Linked DNA regions of Mus musculus: region 1 is linked to region 2. The links are chromatin contacts, called in public HiChIP or PLAC-seq maps. All regions are on one chromosome and are shown on one strand. The core of a region is the stretch at or near the end of the contact, and the rest is flanking DNA. Distances in the headings are between cores, read along the strand shown.

Region 1 (3,122 bases), core at 346-2,845, 240 kb before region 2:
CTACTGTCTTTCACCCTTCTTGGTCCTCAAGATGCCTTGGTCTGCTCAGGGTACAATCCAGTGTTCGGGAAGGAGGCCATCTTTACCACTCAAATGTCAGTGTCCATATGACCTTTCACTGCCCTGGAGAACACACTCCAAGGGAAGACTGGCTCCCTTGGGTGACCATGACAGTGCAACATTTAAAAATGACGAGTTGTCATGGAGTCACGTGAAGTTTTCCAAAGCAGGCAACTAACCAGAGAAGTGCACCAAGTGAGGGCTGGGAAACAGGAAGTGGGACATAGCACGCACGTGCAAACACACACACACACACACACTTTGGAAGGCCTTACCTGTTTTTCAATGAAAGCGTTGATTCTCTGCAGCATGCCTTCACATGTGAACTCATATGGCATATACGGCTCAATCTGCAGAAACAACAGGGCACTGTGAAAGGGGACATGGGACACGAGGTACTTACTAGTTCTCACACAGGAGCGTTAAAACTACAGACAGACCTGGAACTGGACAGACTGGGCTCAGGCCCCATTGTGCTCCTCTCTAGACCCTGAACAAACTCCCTTCCCCAAAGTCTTAGGTACCTGATGTGTAAACAAGTTGCAAGAAGAAGCTGTGTTAAGTCGTTAACTGTTCTCTGTTAAGCTGTGGCGAAGGTACATGGGAAACTGCTTGGATAGTGTCAAGCACATAGTAGGGCTTCAAAAGGGTGGACATTACCACTTGCTAGTAGGTGGACCATGTGGGATAAAGCTTATGGCTGTGGATCACCAGCACCCCAGGGCTGGGCAGAGTGCAGGGATTTAGCAAACATCAGGTGAATGAAGACATGGTCGCTGCTCTGAGGGACGCATAGAGAGAGAAAGGGCTGGTCTGCAGTAGTGGTTGAGGTGGGAATGTATCCAAAGAACTCACGCTACAAACCAAAGGGATGAAGTGCCAAGACCATGGAGCTCAGCTAGAGGCCTTAGGAGGGCTGAACTTCTTTTACTCTGAGAAAATGTCTTATATAGTCTAAGCTGGTAGCCTTGCTATATAGGTGAGGGTGACCTTGAACTTCTGATCCTCCTGTCTCCACCTCCTGGATGCTAGAATCAGACATGTGGTATTATATCTGGCTTATTTGGTACTGGGGATGGAACCTAGGACTTGTGCATGCTAGGCAAGTATTCTTCCAGCTGCGGATCAGCCTTAGTCCAGAGGGCGAGTTATGATATGAAAATACGAGAGAACCGAAGCTTGGGATTGGGAGCTGGAGAGACAAGGTACAGTGTGGTTTATGGCTTCACAATAGCCCTGTGATTTCTATACAGGAGCTTAAATATCATGGAAGGGGGACAGGGAGAAGATCATGGGATGAAGGAAGCATTCTGATGGCCACTGAGGCATCTGAGGGAAGGGCAGGAAAGATGGCACTGGGCTCTGCTACATGGCATCAGCTGGCACCCTGACACCTGTGTCCTCTGCATTACATAACAGGAAGTGGAGATCACATGTCAGAGGAAGTCACCAGCAGTCCATCTATATGGAGCCCACGGCATTGTTGGTGATGGGGCAGAGGACCACCGTTAGTAGTTCCTTCTTGAGTCTGTGTTTACGGATCGCCTCACAGCTCACTTACACAAACAGGAAATAACCAAAGGGGAAGGTGCTTGAGAGGAGAAGGCAGGGAGGCTGTGCCTCAGAGTTTCCAAAGCAGTCCTGGGCAAACTAAACTCCCACAGGATGGCAGACTCCCTATGGAGGCAGACGTTTGGGGGGCAGCTCAATCTATGGTGGGCACAGACATCCCCTGTCTTCCCAGAATGACTTGGAGAGTGCCCTGTATACAAAAGGCATTTAAGCAATGCTTTTTAAACTGATCAGATACGTCTAGAATGGTTACTTTAACAAGATTCTACCTCATGTTTAGGTAGAAAAAGAGACCATACTCTGTAGAAAACTATGAGACTGGGGATAATGACCAACTTCAGATCTGTGGCCCCAAGTGTCTCATGGGTGGGGCATGTCTGCAATTTTGCTGCTGGAGGTGGAGACAGGTGGATCGCTAGAGCTCACTGGCCAGCCTGCCAGGCCAATGTGCTTGAGACTTAGTGAAAAATACAAGTCTCAAGAAAAATACAGTGGAGAGCAACAGAGAACTCACACACATGTGAATGCATGTGTAACACACCCAAGTTCACAGAAACATGTAAATGCACACACATACACACCCTACTTTATAACTTTTACCCTTTTGGGTTAGGTAGGATAAGCTACCAATTTTCTACAGATCTCTCCAAGGACAGGATTAGATCATGTGAACATGTATGACTCTAGCCGCTCTCTTCATGCCTGGGACCCATGAGCCTAAAAGGCCTGTCAGCAGGGTCTGAGACCCAAGCCCACATCTGCCACCAGCTGTTTTGTATCTCCCAGAGCCTCCTCAAAATCCTCAGGCCAGATGCTATGGCTAGGCTATGGTCTGCTCTGTTTACTGACAGCAAGGGACTGCAATGTCCCACATGTGTTCCAGGGCACAGGTCAAATGCAGGCAGGTGGAAAAACAGACAAAACAAACAAACAAACAAACAAACAAACAAACAAACAAACAAACAGCAACCTTCTGGTTTAAGATGGCTTTTACTGCATCTTCTACTTCCTCTCGGTTATTGAGATCCACAGTCCAGACGTGTGGCCGGCCGATGAAGACTTCTGCGTAAGGATGCTGGGATGTCAGCTGTAAGACAGAAGACATGCTGCCTCTTAGTTTCATAGATGCACAGCTGCTCAGATAAAGGTGTGGGCTAGACAAGGCATTCTGTCTTTACACGTCAAGTCAAGTTGAACTTAAACAGGAGATGAAGCGTTCTTGTCCTCCCTGTAGCAAACAAAACCTTCTAACAGGCAGATAGAAAAAAAAAAATAGAGTGATGTCTTGAACTTTTGAAGCCCATTTGGAAATAGAACAGTGTCATAACAAAGAGCTCAGACAGCTGTTCCTAGGTGAACTCAGGGCCTCTATACAGGAAGTCAGCACTCTATCACTGAGCAGGGCCTGTGGCCTTCCACGGTGGTCAGTATGGATTGTCAGACTGACAGGATCTAACCTCTGGACATGTCTGATAGAGTTTCTAGATTTT
Region 2 (3,484 bases), core at 93-2,592:
ATATTCTTCCACTGCCTCTTGCTGTGAAAAGATCCCGGCTTCTTCCACCAAAAAGACTCAACCGTTTTATCTGCTCGTAGGCATCCATCATAAGTAATGCCAATATCTTAGAGCTAAAAGGGGGGCTTTTTAAACTTTCTAAGGGTTTAATCAATAGGGTCCTTTTCACAGAAGGCTGAGCTGCCTGCAGAGAATATGAACACCTCTTTTCTCTTTATTCGAATTTAAAATGACAACACACTTTATATAGCACAGCTATTACATTGCAGGTACAGCATTAGGCTCTTGTTTTCAATTATTCTGATGTTCACATCCATTATCCCATCTTAATAGTAAAAATATTAAATGATTAAGAATTTCAAAGAGTCTTATGTTACAAAACCATTCTCTCGAGCAAAAGAGAAACAAAGGGAGAGAAAAGAGAGGGAGAGAGGGATGGAAGGATAAAGGAAGGGAGAAAGAAAGGGGGGACTAAGATGGAAGAAAGGAGGGAAGGCAGGCAGGGTACAAATATTAACATCAATGTTGAAATTCCAATCATAAATGAAAATTTTGGCTTTATTTGTCATTCATTTATGTATTTATTCACGTGTTCTTTTTTGACACAGATTTTCAATATACCATGAGCTGACCTTGCATTCCCTGTCTGTCTCCCTCCTCCTTCCTTCCCAGTGCTAGGACTATAGGCCTATGTCACCACGAACACTGTGGAGGTTTGAATGTTCCCCATTCCCTGCCGCACACACACCACAGGCTCATATATTTGAATGCTTAGTACCCAATTGATGCTAAATTGTTTGTTAGGATTAGGTGATCTTGTTGCTGGAGGAGGTATGTCACTGGGAGTGGGCCCACACCAGGCCCTGTGGTGCGCTCTCTCTCTCTCTCTCTCTCTCTCTCTCTCTCTCTCTCTCTCTCTCTGTGTGTGTGTGTGTGTGTGTGTGTGTGTGAGTCTCCTTGCCCCTGTCTCTCTGTCTCTCTCTCTCTCTCTGCCTGCTGCTGCCTGTGGATTAGGATGCAAAGCCCTCAGATACTGCTCCAGCCCAATGCCTGTCTATTTCCCCGCCATGATGCTAAGGGGATAACTCTGAAACATATCCCTCCCCTGCCCCCTCTCCTCCTACCTGATCCCTACGCCTAGTCTAAGAAGTATTATTTTATTTCTTCCCCCTGTGTAATCAGTTAGTTCCTTATCAAACTGTGTGCTGGGACAGGATAGGCACACACATTAATGAGTTGTTTTATGATCAGACACCAGGATATGACTAAGAACAGACTAACCTGCCCTTAAAGCATTACGACTGGGGGGGAGGAACTTAAAAGACAAAGGTTAAGGAGCCAACATCAAAGACACCTAAACAGCCTGTGAAAGAGCCTAGGAGAAAGCTTAGTCAAGGCTCTCTGCTCTCAAGTGTACAGGAAGCAATGGCACAGGGAAGGGATATTTGAAAGATGACAAAGGTCCTGAGTTACTGAGTCTACTGACGGGAAGGGACTTTATTTTCACATGTGCTGTTCACACCTTTGATTACACACGAACACACACACATCCTTACCAGACTTTCCCTGCTCTACTTTTAACATGAAACTGGAAGTCAGCGGTTAACCAACTGGCTCAGCAGCAAAGGGCAACACCAGAATTTAAACTGGCTCCCACTTACCCCTCAAAGCTTAGGGTTTACTTCTAGATCAAGTTTCAAAATTCAGCAAGACTGGACCCTGGGTTCCTAATGTGTGTGTGTGTGTGTGTGTGTGTGTGTGTGTGTGTGTGTTGGGGGGAGGGGTGGTAATCCTTAAAGGATAAAAAAAAAATCAATGTACATACAAAAAAAAGGAAGAGGGAAAGAAAGGAGGGGAGGCACAGAAGAAGAAATGAAGGTGAGGGAGGAGGGAAAGACAGAGAAAAGAAGGAGGGAGGCAGGAAAGGAAGAAGAATGGAGAAGAGAGGGGAGGGAGGAATGGGAGGAGGGGGGAGGAGAGAGGAGGAGGATTGGGGAAGAGGAGGGAGGAAGAGGGGGGAGGAGAGAGGAGGGGAGGGGAGGAGAAGGAAGGCAAGGAATGGGGAAGGAGAAGGAAGAGAGGGAGAGAAACAGCAGAAGGAGGGCTAGAATCTAAAACTATAGACCTTCTGCTGAGTGTGTAGGCTCGAGACTGAGTACCTGCAAAAGGCTAAGAATCTCTGCAAATCCCAGTCTAGAGACAGGGGAGTCCATGCCCAGCATAGCAGAAGTCAGTAAGTAAATACGATGGTCTCCACACAGTAGGCTTGGAAAGAGCCAGAAGCAGGGTAACCTCATGGCCTCTCCCTAAGAGCGCCTTAGCTGCCAACCATGGGGAGATACAGAGAAGCATGGTGTCTGTCTACACAAGCCACTAAGTCTGGTCTCCCACCATCAAGGACTGGGCCAGCCAGCCAGAGGCTTTCTAGACGGAGTCATACATCCCACTGGCCAGATATAAGCACAGGCTCCCACCTAGTGTACATTAATTTATTTAAAACAAAACACATACTACTGTCAATTTATGAAATTATATCTTAAAGCATTAGTTTTAGTGGGGAATAAATGGACACTTCCCTATCTTCTTCCCATATCCAAAAGGGTTCTTATGAATGGCAAATTTTAGAACCCACTGTCTTGGACTTGCAATATTGTTCTTGCTTGGAATCCAATGGCTTTGACCTTCACGGTACCTGAGCCAGGTGGCTAGCACACTTCCTGGTTCACTGTCCAGGACTCGGCTCTCAGGACTCCTGGGCTATTCTCCTTCCATAGAGTTCTGCATCCACTGCCTTCCAAATTTTTCTGTAGTTCTTCACTCTATTCATCAGGTTTCTGACCCGAGTCTTCCCGAAGTCCTCCACTCCATCAGGTCTCCGGTCTCACCACTGTGGTCAAGCACAATGCCCCACCTTCTACAGCCAATCTACCTTCTCTACTGCAGTCAGACACCTCAGCAGCACCAGAGGGGTGGGGGTGAGGGAAAAAGGAGCATGTGGTAGCCATAGAAACACCAGTTACCAGGTTACCTCATGCCCTGGTCTTCTTCAGCAGGCCTTCCAGCTTAGTAACAGTTGTTTTGGTTTTTTTTTTTTTTCCCCTTGTCCTCCGCTACCTCCATTTCTCATCATCCTCAGCCATCGTTTTAAAACTTCATCCACGGACTCGACCAATCTTTCATCTATTGTAACATTTGCTGAATAAGCACAAGGAGTACTTACTCCCACCACTGAATCTCACCAAACATTTATGCCAGTAGACAAGAACACATCCATCTGGGGTTGGAAGATGATCAGAATAAAGCCACTTAGGTAACAGGAACCAAACAAGGAAAGAGATGACCCACTTTGTTCTTGTCTACTTGTGCATCCTTCAAATGTCTTATTGAAATAGAATTCCTATAATATGGATTGATCCTTTGAAAGGAGACAGACAGTTCAGAGCTGAGGCATACACAAGCTCCATATTGGAGCACTTGATCTAGC

What was found. HiChIP or PLAC-seq counts read pairs in DNA pulled down with a chosen protein or histone mark.
Region 1: a contact with region 2 is called in an H3K27ac HiChIP or PLAC-seq map of double positive thymocytes, with 6 read pairs. The contact joins two enhancer-like sites. A contact is called at or near these places in 2 of 15 datasets of contacts at CTCF or cohesin (embryonic stem cells and large pre-B cells), 8 of 484 Hi-C or Micro-C datasets (the HL-1 cell line and embryonic stem cells), 7 of 115 datasets of contacts at active chromatin or transcription factors (CD8 T cells, acute myeloid leukemia, double positive thymocytes and 3 more) and 1 of 9 other capture datasets (embryonic stem cells).

The regions. Positions count from the first base shown.
Region 1 is chr1:127,468,789-127,471,910 of GRCm38.p6, reverse strand. It overlaps Mgat5 (mannoside acetylglucosaminyltransferase 5), which reads right to left. Exons shown (of 18, transcript NM_145128.3): 15 at 2,603-2,719; 16 at 336-410. All of the region lies in intron 1 of Gm41947 (a long non-coding RNA gene), which reads left to right. Among named protein-coding and RNA genes, the nearest start is that of Gm41947, 9.1 kb to the left of the region's middle. Within about 2 kb of position 1,595, at least 20 of the 459 cell types and tissues checked have an H3K27ac peak or open chromatin away from gene starts, as enhancers often do. A contact at or near this core is called in double positive thymocytes, where this site is marked.
Region 2 is chr1:127,231,254-127,234,737 of GRCm38.p6, reverse strand. The region is part of intron 1 of Mgat5 (mannoside acetylglucosaminyltransferase 5); the gene reads right to left. Among named protein-coding and RNA genes, the nearest start is that of Mgat5, 28 kb to the right of the region's middle. Within about 2 kb of position 1,342, at least 68 of the 459 cell types and tissues checked have an H3K27ac peak or open chromatin away from gene starts, as enhancers often do. A contact at or near this core is called in double positive thymocytes, where this site is marked.